Linked DNA regions of Hordeum vulgare: all the other regions are linked to region 1. The links are chromatin contacts, called in public Hi-C maps. All regions are on one chromosome and are shown on one strand. Each heading gives the region's core, a stretch centred on a gene start, on an enhancer-like site or on the middle of the called end of the contact. The rest is flanking DNA. Distances are from core to core; before and after follow the strand shown. Region 1 holds the start of LOC123404010 (probable aquaporin PIP2-2). Region 2 has its middle 170 kb from the start of LOC123404600. Region 3 holds the start of LOC123402497.

The links. Hi-C and Micro-C count contacts between places; a contact is called where the count stands out from the background.
Region 2: a Hi-C map of seedling shows a contact between it and region 1, with 6 times the contacts expected there. The contact joins the enhancer-like site here to the promoter of LOC123404010 in region 1. A contact is called at or near these places in 2 of 6 Hi-C or Micro-C datasets (leaf and seedling).
Region 3: a contact with region 1 is called in a Hi-C map of seedling, with 4 times the contacts expected there. The contact joins the promoter of LOC123402497 here to the promoter of LOC123404010 in region 1. A contact is called at or near these places in 4 of 6 Hi-C or Micro-C datasets (leaf and seedling) and 1 of 1 datasets of contacts at active chromatin or transcription factors (embryo).

The regions. Positions count from the first base shown.
Region 1 is chr6H:380,626,139-380,630,768 of MorexV3_pseudomolecules_assembly, reverse strand. LOC123404010 (probable aquaporin PIP2-2) reads right to left here and starts at 2,232. Exons shown (of 4, transcript XM_045097910.1): 1 at 1,768-2,232; 2 at 1,356-1,651; 3 at 1-110. The coding sequence starts at 2,083.
Region 2 is chr6H:381,106,426-381,111,055 of MorexV3_pseudomolecules_assembly, reverse strand. No RefSeq gene overlaps it. Among protein-coding and RNA genes, the nearest start is that of LOC123404600, 170 kb to the left of the region's middle. Within about 2 kb of position 2,380, at least 3 of the 3 cell types and tissues checked have open chromatin away from gene starts, as enhancers often do. A contact at or near this core is called in leaf and seedling, where this site is marked.
Region 3 is chr6H:380,162,217-380,166,846 of MorexV3_pseudomolecules_assembly, reverse strand. It overlaps LOC123402497, which reads left to right and starts at 2,583. Exons shown (of 1, transcript XM_045096420.1): 1 at 2,583-3,533. The coding sequence starts at 2,763. The coding sequence ends at 3,299.

The sequences.
Region 1 (4,630 bases), core at 983-3,482:
ATGACAGCAGCTCCCAAGCTTCTCGCGGGGTTGATGCCGGTGCCGGTGATGGGGATGGTGGCCAAGTGGACCATGAACACAGCGAATCCGATTGGGAGAGGAGCCAGCACCTGAGTAGATCAGTAAGTTCAAAACATTCAGATCAAGCCGTAAACACACATCAGCTTAACTAGCATGCACGCTGAGCAGTTACATCAAAGAGACTGACAAGAGCAAGCATCTTGCTCAATATTATACTGCTAATTAAGGACAAAACAAGTCGCTGATTTTGTAAATGTTGCTATACTTTTTAGGTTAATTGTAGATATTATTTCTAAATTGAATATACATTTCAACACAAAAGAAAGCCACTAAGAGCATGCTTGTTTGAGAATTGTGGAACTAGAAAGGGATGGTTCAACAAATCTGAAGGACAAAATAGGTCCAGGCATGACATTATCCCTGGACTTCTGCAATTTGTTCCTACCCATGGAATATATCTCGTCATTAATTGGTGGCGATCATTTTCGATTCGCCACCACAGATTTTCTGTAGACGATGAGGCGAGACAGCGACTAGTGCCTAATTGAACGAGAGAATCTTCCTATCTGCCTATTGGCACGCAGTGGATCAGACAAGAAGATACATTCGCACATGCAGGTGCTTGATGTAGAGTGATTCGTCAATTTTGGACCATAGATCTTGCATTTTTTGGGGCACTTTAGCATTTAGGTTCATTAAAATGCTTCATTTTGTCAGGATTTGTGAACTTGGTTGCCCTACTCCGGCGCTCCCTCCCAAAAGTATTTTGCTACTATAGCACTGCAAAAATGCTATATCTACGTAAGTAACTAACGTAAACTTACGTTCCTTATTTCCTTAACCAATCACCGGTCCCCTGATTTTTAGGGATGGGCCTGTATTGTTTTTATCTTTCAACTAACTCATGCCAGATCATCTTAAACGTAAGTTTACGTTAAAAACTTACGTAGATGTATCAAAGCTCATAGCACTGGTAGTAGAAATTGAGTATATGATTTGATAATCGCTTTTTAGTTTTTACCAACTATTAACTTCAGTAATTCGAGTTTAACTTACTAGAATATTCTTTCTGAGCACACTTGTTAGAATGTTTTCTCGTTCTTAAGTAAGTTGTTCCAATACTAAGTCAACGACTTCCGCAGCACTTTGATCTGCAGCCAATTCTATCATTGGCCATAAACCCATATACTCTAAAGTGTACTTTTCTTTTGATGGACACTGTAAAGTGTCTCTATGGTTTAATGGTATATATACTGCTACGCTATAGTAGCCATGAGCGATGCAACTAGCGAGACGTTTCAGTAGCCAGTCTCAGTAGTAGTACTAGTACTCACCGGGATGTGGGAATCACGGGCGTTGCGCTTGGGGTCGGTGGCGGAGAAGACCGTGTAGACGAGCACGAAGGTGCCGATGATCTCGGCCGCTAGACCGGTGCCCTTGGAGTAGCCTGCGCTGAGCTCGTTGGCGCCACCGCCGTACCGCACGTAGTAGGAGCTCTGGAAGCCCTTGACAAGGCCGACGCCGCAGATGGCGCCGAGGCACTGCGCGATGATGTAGAGCAGCGCCCGGATGAGCGACACCTTCCTCGCCAGGAACAACCCGAAGGTCACCGCCGGGTTGATGTGTCCACCTATGCATCGTGAAGAGAGAACGCGGGTCAGTCACACGCATGTGCATGATGCATGCATACATGCAGTTAGTATGCGCGAGAAGTTAAGAGAACTAGTGGTCGATCGACGGACGGACCTGAGACGCCGGCGGTGCAGTAGACGAGGACGAAGATCATGCCGCCGAAGGCCCATGCTATGCCGAGGATGCCGACGCCGCTGCAGGCCGCGTCGGTGGTGTTGACGGTGGGGTCGGACTGGTGCTTGTACCCGATGACGGTGGCCACGGTGATGTAGAGGAAGAGGAGCGTGGCGACGAACTCGGCGATCACCGCGCGGTACAGCGACCACTTGGTCAGCTCCTCGAAGTCCACGATCGGCGCCGGGGGCGGGTCCGAGTAGTCCTTGCTGGAGAACTCGCCCCCTTGGGGTGCCGCCTCAATGTCCTTGGCCATTGCTAAGCTAGCTCAACCTAGTGCCCTCTAGCTTGAACGGTGCTTGCTGCAGTTGTTCAGTGTGAGGAGAAAGGGGAGGGCCGGTCAGGTATATATGGGACGTGAGAGGGTGGCTCGTGCCGGGGAGAGGACGAGCTCATCATCAGCTCGAGTTTGGCCTGTTAAGGGGGGAGGCAGATTGATTATTAGCGAGGGATAAGGTTTTCTGCTTAGTTTTTGGGAGGTTTTGGGTTATAATTTGCCGCCCACAACCGACTATAGCATCATCGTTAGGTCGTTTTCGGAGCCTAACGAACTGGTGGCTAGTGATCAATTGGAGGGGAGGGGCTGTTTTCTAAGGTATGTGCAGTGCAGTGCAGTGCAGTGCGCTTACGTTGCTGCTGTACCGCCCTGGAAAAAAGAATATGCAGAAAGTTCAGAAAGCGCACCAAAGTGTTCTACTCTCGTTGCTTCTCGTTGCTGGTCACTGGCAAGCAACACATCATCAGTGATGGCAAAAAAAAAAGAGAGGATATAGCGACCTTTATCTAGGGGCGTGTAGAGTTAGCATGGGTTTTGCAGATGTCTTGGAACGATCAACGATGTGTCCGTTCCAAATGCATGCATGCATATGCAGCTCCAAGTAACTTTTGCTGTAGCGCCGACTACTCCCGACAATTTGGCAGTCCTACCTTTCAGAAAACAATTCAGTATACACAGACAATGACAGGAATTTCAACAGGTTCAGTATATACATGCTTATCCACCAATGGAGATGCCCAGAAACTTGATTGCCACCAATAACAAACAAGGACAGCGAATCATCGCTAAGACAGACAGCTCGCGCAGCTACTCTGCAAATGGAGATTCCTAACAGTAGCCTGATTAGTTGCAGCCTGCAAGCTGTATGACGTGAAGGCATAATAAGCTGCTCCCCCGCTCTTCTCCCCCCTTGCAGAAAACGTGCTCCCGAAATTTGAAGCCCGGCTGGTTAGGTCTCGCCTTTGTGCTTACGGAGAAATCGTGAACCATCGGTGGTCGCTTTCTCTGATCAAGACAAGTATAACAACGAAACAGATAGGCGCAGAACGTTCCTGTCTGCGAATATTTCTAGTATAGTACGTATACTCTACTACGGTGGAGTGGGCCCCTCGACCGATGACATCTCCTCCATTTTCCTTTCCCTCCCGCTACAACTCGTTCCCTGTAACGAACTCCCTCGAGATGCACAACGTACGTATTCTCATACGTCCATACGGCTCCTACTGGGACACGTGGGACAACAGAGACCTTCAGATTTACGGTATCCACATCAGCCGCGCGCGACCAGCCAATCCGGCGGTGCCACCTACGATCATGTGGCTGGAAAGCACCGGGCGGCTCGGGTCGCTCTCACGGCCCAATCATTCAGATTTTAGGAGATGCACCCGTCGACGTAGCTAGCAGCTAGTACTACAACTGTGATGCGGCTCGGACTTTATGCCGACGCAGGACAAGAGCTTGTTCTTGCACGCAAAAGAAACAAGAGCTCACACATTGCATGTAAAATTTACATCTTTGTGTGAAAAGAATGTATTAAAATCGTTAAGATACAACTCTCAGCCTCTACACTAATACGATCTTAGAAGCACCTAGCAACTCCAACGCGCCGATTCAAACGGACAATATTTTTGTCCTTGGGTCTGCCGTCCGTTCGACGTCCGTCGTATTTAACATTTAGATTGGTAATGCGTCCAACGTCCGGGATTTAAATTTATTGACGTGATCGGCTGTCCGTCCCTTTTCAACAAATATGAGCACGTTTTGCATTATTTAACAAGCAGACGTATAAAAAATAGCATAGTTTCACAATCAAATAAAACATAGTTTTTAAATAAATAAGTATAGTTTTACAAACTGAATAAAAATTAAATTGTCTTAAATACATATTAAAAAAGATACATCTATTGGTTGTCAACATGAGCCCACATATGCTCAACCAAATCATTTTGCAGCTCCACGTGAGTTTCTCAATCACACATTCATAATGAAATTGGATGAACTGTTCAAACGTTGTCGTTCCTCCATGCTCATGCACAATATTGTCATCCTGAAACTGAAACCCTTGATTGTATATACATTCCAGACGCTCATCTTTTACAATTATATTATGCATAATCACACAAGTTGTCATCACCTCCCACAGCTTTTTGGTGCTCCAAGTCCTAGCAGGGTACCAAACGATGTCCCATCGAGATTGCAAAACGTCAAAGGCACGCTCGACGTCCTTCCTAGCACTCTCTTGCTCTTGGGCAAATCTTTTCCTCTTCTCTCTGACAGGGTGAGGGATTGTCTTCACAATAGTGGTTCACTGAGGATAGACACCGTCACCTAGGTAGCATCATTTATCTTAGTTATGGTTGTTGATGGTAACATTCACCGGTGGTCTGTTGCCTTCCGCAAGCCTTGCAAACACCGACGAGCGTTGAAGCACGTTGATATCATTATGTGATCTGGCCATGTCGAAAAAAGAATGTCAGATCCAAAGATCTTGTGAGGCCACAACCTCAAGTATGACAGTGCAAGCCC
Region 2 (4,630 bases), core at 1,131-3,630, 480 kb before region 1:
GTGAGCACTCCCGTGCACCGTCACTTGACGCGTTTTCAGCCGTCGTCATGTGTCGTGCTCTGAGTGCTTCCTATGAATTTTGTTTTTTTATTTTTCCGTGTGAGTTTAGGCTTTTTAGAATGTTTTTCTTCCTTTTTTTTGGTGTTTCGGTTTTTCATCGGTCTTTCTTAGCTTGTTCACGAACAAATAATTGCACGAAAAATGTGTTTTTTATTTTTTCGACGAGAGCTTTGGTTTTGCTTTTGCGAGAGTCATGATTTTACTTTCGCGGGAGTCACGGTTTCACTGTGTCTCTCGAAAATAAAAAAACACGTTCTCTGTTTTTTTGAAGGCACGGTTTTCCTTTCGCGACTGGCATGATTTTGCTTTCACGAGAGGCATGATTTTGCCTTCGCGAGAGGCACGATAGTGCCTCTCGAAAAGGAAAAAACGCATTTTCTAGGAGAGTTTTTCGCGAGAAGCACGCCCGTGACTCTGGAAAAGAAAAAACGATTTTTTCCTGCGAGAGGTATGATTTTGCCTCGTGGGCACATCCGTGCCTCTCCGAAAGGACAAAAGGCGAAAAAACGTATTTTCTTTATTTTTCTATCATGAAAGGCATGATTTTTTTGGTACGTGTTTTTGTGGAAAAAAAGTTTGTCAAGACGTATTAACACGGGATCTAGTTTTAATATGTCGATGCAAGAAACCCAGCGATGAAAATGATTCGAGACCTGGATGCACGGTTTAGGAGATAAAACGTTTTGAAAGTACGGATATACCAAAAATAAAACTTCCGGGATTGCGACAAGTGGCACGCATGCAGTGTATCACTTGTCGCAACCCGGGAAGGTGGGAGTGAAATTTGGAATGTGTACTTTTTACACCGCTGGTAGCTACTAATTGGGCCGGCCTAGGGAACCACATAGCACCTCCTATCTCCCGCGCGTCCTTATCGGGCCCATGAGGGGGCAAGACGTCTCTGTTTTTTAATTATTATTTTTTAATTTTTTCCTTTTGTAAAAATCGTAATTTTACAGAGAATAACTTCTTGTCTTTTCACAAGTGAATTCTGAAAAAGGAAATGTTTTCATGGCTAAGAAAATATTCAATATATTGAAACGAAATGTTCTTCTATTGGAAAAGTACTGTTGAATTCAAATAACAGTAAGAAATTTCATAAATAATTTTAATAGATTCAATTAAATGTTCATGATTTCCAAAAATGCCCTTTATTTCGAAAGAATGAATGTTTTCTACTTTGATTGAATATTCTTTAATTCTAATGTATAACTTTTTGTAACATTTTTTAGCAATGATGAAGTTTTTCATATTTGATAAACCAAAATTTATTTTCATGAAGACTTTTTTGTAACTTTATGAACAAAAATTGTATACAGAATAATTGTTTTGGGAAAAAAGCATAAACAAATTATGAATTTGATGAGCACTGTTTGAAAATCGATGAACAAATTCTTATTTGCCTAAATATTTTATTATTTCTATGAACAGTGTTAATAACTGATGACTAAAAAATTTATTCTATAAACATTTTTTTAGGTAACGTTATTTGTATCCGATGAACAATTTTTTTCAAGTATTTGATAAGAAAATATGCAATACAAGTGAGATCATAAAGAAAAAAAGACAAAATAAAAATCAAAGGAAAAAACAAAAACAAAAGGAAAGGAAAAGGAAAATCAAAAAAAAAGAATAAAATAAAAACTAAAAAGAAAAACTTAAAATAGAAAAAGAAAAAGGAAAAGGAAGTAGAAAAAAGAAAAATGAACGGATAATGGCCCGGCCCATATGTATACCCCTGCTTGACAGGAATAACCTTACTGGGAAAATCTTATACTGTATGACAGAGGCTCTATCAAATGGGAGGTCCTACACGGCGCCTTCAACGTTCCTTATGGTCGCCCGGCCCATATAGAATGTGTTGGTCCTTTAATAATCGAAAAAAGTTCATAAGACTTTCAAAAAAGTGCAATTTTCTGAAAAAAGTTCAATGATTATATAAAAAATTCCACCGATATTTTCAATATGTTTATATATTTTCAAAATTTTCAAAGAATTTAAAAACAAATCATAGATTTTCAAAAGGAGTTCCTCAATTATTAAAAACAGTTCATTGATTTTGAAAGAAGTTCAGGAATTTTAAATTATTGTAACCTATTTGCAAAAAATTCATCGATTCAAAAAAAATCATCTATTTTGACAAAAGTTCACCAATTTTGGAAAAAGTCCATCAATTTGGAACAAAGTTCACAGGCTAAAACTCAGTTCGGATCTCTAACTGCAGGCTCCCTTTATTAAAAATTGTCCGGAACCGGCGCCTGTGGCGCTAAATAGGGTTTCCTCTGTTAAACTGTCAAGGTTTCGCACAGGATTGATGAGCGAGCGACGCAACATGGACCGGCCCGTTAATGATTGCTATGACCTGGTTTTAGGAACCTTGTGTAGGTCCCAGACAGTATTTTCTGGTTTTGAAATTCTAGAAGGTTACTGCACTGGATGTTCTGTTAGTTTTTATAAATTTCCTTCTTTTATTTTTTCCCTATTATTTGTTTCCTCTCATTTTTTTCCCTTTTCTGTTTTTTACTTTTCTTTCTATATCTTATTTTTTCTTTTCGTTCCGTTCATTTCAAGTTATGGAGGTTCATAAAATGTTCACATTTGCAAAAACAATTCTAGATTTCGAAATGTGCTCGCAAATTTCAAAATATGTATGTGTTTTTAATTTAATTCAAGCGAGCTTCAGAAAAAATAAGTGTGTTTCCAAATATTATTCACGTTTTGTAAAAAAAAAATAGTTAAAACAATGTTCATAAATTCAAAAATGTTTGTCTTTTTTAGATTGTGTACATATATAAGAAAAATGTTCTTGTCTTCAAATTTTGTTCATAAATTACAAATAGTTTAGAATTTCAAATATTTGTTCGTTTCTTATGAAAAATGTTCCAAATTTTAAATATATAGTTTTAAATTTAAAAATGTTTGCATTTTCTAAAAATCCGAAAATGTTCCCAATTTCAAACTGTGTTCACAAATATATAAAAAAATCATTTTTGATAAAGAAAATGCAGAATAAAACAAATGTTCCCACGTTCAGTTTTTTCACAAACATTTAAAGAAATCATGACTTGAAATTGTTCAAGGATTTAAAAAAATGTTTCCACTTTAAAAATGTTCATCTTCCCGGATTTTTTTTAAAGTGTTCCCACTTTCAAATTTTGTGCATAAACAAAGGTGAACATTTTTTGCCAATTCAACAAATGTGATGGAATTTCAAAAGTAAAAGTTCATGTTTTGAAGTTTGTTCGAAAATTCAAAAAATGTGTGTTTTTGAAAATTTATTCATCGTTTCGATTTTTTTCCTGTTTTTCATAAAATGTCTGGGACATTCGAAAATGTGTTTGTAATTTCAAACAATGTACTCGTTTTACATTTTGTTCCATGAAAAAATAGGAGAATCCCAAGAAATGTTCGAGTTTTAAATTTTGAATGCAATTTTGAAAAAATAATCACTTTTAAAAATATATTTCCCTTTTGAAATAAGAGAATCACTTTCAAAATTTAAAAAAGTTTAAATCTCTTGCTACTTATAGTTCAGATATAGTACTCTGCCATTTTAGACGTAGATACCTAGGAATTAGAGTGGCCAGCGACCTCGTTAAGTAGCAGGAGGTATTCCATTCAATCCTTGACTCGAACTTTAGATTTTGGGGAATTGTCGTGAATGTTCAAGTTTTTGCGAGTCTCGCCCGTTTCTTCAGGTGTTGCAGTGCAAATCTAGCACAAGAGTTTGCCTGTCACAGCGGCTAGCACAGCGCGCACATGACTTAGAATTCAGGGCCTTCTTTCAGCTCATGAACATTAGATGGGCCGGCCAATGCGAGAAGCCCCCATTGCGAAACGCCAACTGTTTGAAGGTAGGAGCGTGACATAGGAGGTCTCATCTTACTGCAAGTACTCGCTCATACGATGTTTCCCTAACCACTCACCTACTGGCCTGAGCCATTGTTCTCATAGCCGGCACCAAATTGTCCTCTTTTCTTTTTGGTAAATGTTTATACCCGGCACGCCGGTCGAGTCTTCCGCCGGTCGCGCGGGACATGCGATTGGCTTTAATCAAGTGGTCCTTGTTCATCCGTCCAGACCCATGTGCAACAGACTCTTTTCTAGCTATACATTCAGTGCCTTATCCATCCACCAACCGCTCTTCTTTCTCCTCCAGCTCTTCTTCTAATCATTGAAAAAGCTTCGAGAGCATGGAATGAAAAGCTTCAATCCATGAGAAAAAGCTTCAACCGTTGAAAAAGGTTCGATTGTTGGTTTAAAAAAGCTTCATGTCCACGACCATGTCCGATCAGTTCGACCGCGAGATGCGCCCCCGCAGATCCTGACCCGTGAAGCTGCAACCGTTGACATAAAATGCTACAACCATTGATGAATAAAGCTGCAACCATACATATAAAAAGTTACAAACGGTCATTGCCATGGCGGAATGCTGCAACCGTTGACCTAAAATGCTACAACCGTTGATGAAAAAAGCTGCAACCAGACATATAAAAAATTGCAAGCGGTCATTGCCATGATGGAATGCTACAACCATTGATATAAAATGCTTCAACCGTTGATGAGAAAA
Region 3 (4,630 bases), core at 1,334-3,833, 460 kb after region 1:
AAAAAGGCATATTAATGCATATAAAACATCCAAAACAGATAATATAATAAAATGGAACAATAAAAAATTATAGATATGTTGGAGACGTATCAAGGTGGCGCGCTGATCCACTCGCGCACCACCCGTCCCAGACATATTACTCGGGCTTGAGGGCTAGCCGCCCTGGCTCGACATTGGCGGGTGACGGCGGGGCACCGACGGCATGACGCAGTCGCAGACAGCGGAGAGCGCCATAGCCTCTGTCATCTGCGTCTGGTAAGCCGCACCCTCCTCCTCCTCCTTGAGGCGCGCTACCTCCATTCTTGCATGCACTACGGCCGCTAGCGCATATTGGTACGCGGCCTTTGCCTCCTGGTCCTCTTCACGCACGATAAGGGGCGGCAACGGTCCAGCCAGCACGTCGCGGACGTCACGCCAACGCTGCTCCTCGTGCTCCGACGCAATGCAGGCCTCCCATTCAGGGTCTGCAACGTACACTGGCTTGCGCTGTTGTTCTGGCATCAACTGTTGCCGCTAGCGCCTCACCTCCATCGCATGCGCCTGCGCCGACCGCGGCACCGCTGGCATTGAGATCCTCTTCGGATCCAAATGTCAGTCGTGCAGCAACGTGACATCAGGATAAGGGAGGGAGATGTTGTGCTCCCAATGCCACCTCGCCTGGTGCACTGTTATGCTGATCCACGGCGAAGGAGGACGAAAAGACGCTAGCAAGGGTAGCGCGCAGACAGGGACGGTGGGGGACTTGCCCTTGTCTTTGCGAGAGCTCGAGCCGGAGAAGAAACCCATCATGGTGGCTAGGGTTTGTCGCAAGCGGGGAGGAGGGGAGAGGGCAGCAGGTGGCTAGATGGAAATAACTTTTGGAATAGGATAAGGCCGACCCTCCGAAAGCTTGGATTAGAAAAGGACGCCTAGGGTCGCTGGCGCATGTTAGTAAAGACGTCGACCGGACGCCACATATGGATGGGTGCAGACACGAGAGGCCGCGTGCCGTGCCGCTACACGTCCGTGTTAACGCATTTCAGTATTAAATTGAAACCTAGAATGGGTTCGTGCGAACGGGGAGCGGACACGTTTTAAAAATGAATCGTCACACCTTTATTTTTATCCGTAACGATTCAAACAAACTGTGACGGAGAATGGATCGTTCAGTTAAAGTAGTTCTAAGATATATGGATGTGACGAGGAAATTTGGGGATTGTCCCGTCCCTCCGGATTTGGCAACCGCGCGCGGGCTGTAGATGCTCTAACCCGATGACACCATCGCAACCTCGAGTGCATGGACCAGCGCATAGCTCTCGTCTCTAGCCTGGCACGCCTGTCGACCCGCCAATGCCAGCCACTTAACCGTTGAAACGCCGGTATCATATTCAGTCTCTTTGGCAAAAGCATGGCAACACCGCACGCATGGCTCCAAAGTCCAAGCGCATGCAGGACATACGACACTGTCCGTGTTAATCCTCGTGCACCCTACGACGCGTACACGAGCGGGTCGCCCATGTGGCCGAGCGGGCCCTACCCACTCCTGAGGCGACACGTACGCCCGGATCCGCGTGGCGACTGGGTCTACGGCTCTGGTCGCATGCATCCGCTCTCCTCGATCATCATGCATGCATGCAGGCAGGCAGGGGCCAAAGTTGCCAACAGATAACTATCCGGCACGTACGTGCGTGCGCGGCATCGATTGACGCTCTGATCCATGGAGTTTGGGACCCATGCATGGCCTGCCTGGAGCATCAATTATGGCCGACATTCATGAGCTAGCGAGCCTTAAATTTGTCGCGGAGAAAAGCCGGTGTAGTCCTCGATCCATATTCGACACGACGTTCGTCGTGTGATCTAGACACAAGTACGTCTATGTACAACTCGCCCCAGCCAAAAGCAATTCTACGGATATCGCTGACACAGCGGATGTTACCGACACGTATACTTCTATAGAGATGTCAAACATGACGAGATAATCCAACATCTGTGACTAAGCCAACTTCCATATGGAGAATAAACAAACTCAACTCCCTGGGGACCGGATTAGAGAACAAATTGCCAACAAATTCGATCTACTTCCTTCATTTTTAAATATGATTTTTTTTTAAAAATTTCATTAGAAGACCACGTACAAATGCATATAGACATATTGTAAATTAGATTCACTCATTTTCTGTCGTATGTAGTCTTCTACGATAGTAAATTTTTACAAACATATATATTTAAAAACGAAGGGAGTAGTATTATTCCAGTATTAGTTTCGGGGCGCGCTTCGGATAAGACTTTCTCATCATGTAGGACTGAATTGCTGACTTCCTTATCCACAAAGAAAATGTACCTAAAAAATATCCACAATGAAAATCACTAGGTCGACTACGTTAGCAGGTGCCAATAGCAACGCGCCAGCACCACCCGAAATCCTGTTAACCACACAAAACACCTACGTACGTGGCGGTTTGACACCGCGAAGAGGTGCGGGGCCCGGCCGGCAGCGGTTCGGCGCAGATATCATCCACGTAGCAATCCCAAACGTCAAGGGTAAAACAGTCATTCTATAAAACGGCCTTATCCACATCCTCCGCTTTCTGCTCTCGTCCTTCCGGCTCATATAAATCCCAGCCTAACCACCAGCGCACACCTTCCTTCCTACCTTCTGCCCGCCCGCGGTTTCACAGGTCTTCAACCTTCTCGCCTCCTTGCGCGATCTGCTTCACGTTTTTCCCCTCGCCGCTCCACGCGCGCGGTACGTTTGCACGGAGAGCAGGCACGGCACGGCCGCAATGGCGAGGAGCACGCGGTCGGTGGCGACAGAGCGCGCCTACAACCACTTTGCGCCGTCGTCCACGCGCGGCCTCATGGTCATGGGGTACCCGGCCACGGCAAGGGGCCCCGTCACGGCCGACGAGTTCGACGAGTCAGACATCTGGGGGTCGTTCAACCCGGCAGAGGAGGCCGAACAACTGGCAAGGTCGGGCGCCGAGCTACCCCGGGTCCGTGCAGTCCCGTCTGCCCGTCCCGGGAGGAAGGCGAAGCCGGTGGACAGGACCGGCGGGGGCGGCGCCGCGCACGGGTCGCTGCCCGTGGCCATACCGGACTGGTCCAAGATCCTTGGGGATGAGTACCATGGGCGCCAGGCCGGGGACTGGGAGCTGGACGACGCGGACGACGAGGACATCGAGGGCGCCCCGGTGGTGCCGCCGCACGAGCTGGCGTGGCGGCGCCGGGCCGCATCGCTGTCGGTGAACGACGGGATGGGGGTCGGCAGGATGCTCAAGGTCAGGGACGCGGTCTGGAAGAAGACGGGGTTCCAGGCCTGACGCGCTCGGGCCCGGCCTCGTCGCCACTACTACTCGTAGCTGTTTTCTTTTGACATGTCGATTCGGAATTTCGGATAAAGCTAGCTACTAGCTTGTAGAAGTTGGTTGTTTTGACCGAGTTTTGGGCTCCGGGGTAGAGAGAGGAGTGGATGCTGATGAGATGAGTGAATATTGATCATTGTTCGTCCCTGCTGTGCAGTGTTTTCCCGAGAGAACGCCGAACGTTTTCTGATACTGCGTAATTCTTTTGTGTAGCACGCAATGGATAGAGCACCTACTGCTAACTGTGCTTACCGCAGCAAAATGATTTGTTGAGAAGATGATCAGTCAGGCAAAATGGATAAATTTGACATATTGATGTAACTAATTCATAAAATGAACTCTAGCAAAAGAAATTCACACTCTAACATTTTTGTGTGGCGTCCCACACAAAGACGCCATACTACACTCTGTGGCGCCTTAGCATGAGGTGCCGCACCTTCGATCATGCTGGCACCCACTCACGGCCGATCCCCCCCCCCTCATGCAGGGTGGCGTCTAAGGCAAAGGCGCCACACTTGCAATGTGTACCGACTTGTTCTTAGGCGCCACACCTTGAATGATACAGCCGCGGGCCGGCCCTCCCCCATCCCCACCCCCACACATCTGAAGAACATTAGCTCCGTGCCCCTAGTTCCCTTTTCCTCCCTTCTCAAATTTCTCTCCAAATCAAGCAGACATGAAGGTTTGGTCCGAGGATTTCGACCCCAATCCCTTCTTTAAGGTAATCTCCCCCGATCCCCTTCCTCTCATCCAAAAAAATGCTCACATTTTTACAAGTTTGAGAAAACCCTGGTTCTTCATGAATTTTGGGTGTGTAGCTTTTGTTGCACTTTGCTAGGATTAGTCTTGTTTGTATGTAATGGTTATGGGTGTTGGTATGTTAGGATTAGGGTTCTTTGTATGTAAGGCTTAGGGTTATGATGGGGTTAGGTTTGTTCAATATATATGTTAGGAGTAAGGCTTTTTTTTTATTATGTGAATGTTGTAATATTTGGATGAGTGCTTATAGAATATATTCTATTTTGTGTTGTTCCAATTTTGTAGGGATGGGAAGAACATGTGTTTATCTTCATCACATGGACAAGTATGCCTTTTGAAAGGCAATATTGACCCGGACCCAAATGAGCTAGACATGGTGTTTGAGTGTAGTCCTCGATATGCCGAGTTGTTGGAACAAGTGCGAAAAGATTTGAATTGGATGGACCCAAGTGATGTTATTGAGTTTGATGGTAAGCATCATGTGGGATTTGGAATGCACATTTGTTGGAAGACCATGTGTGTGAACTTCG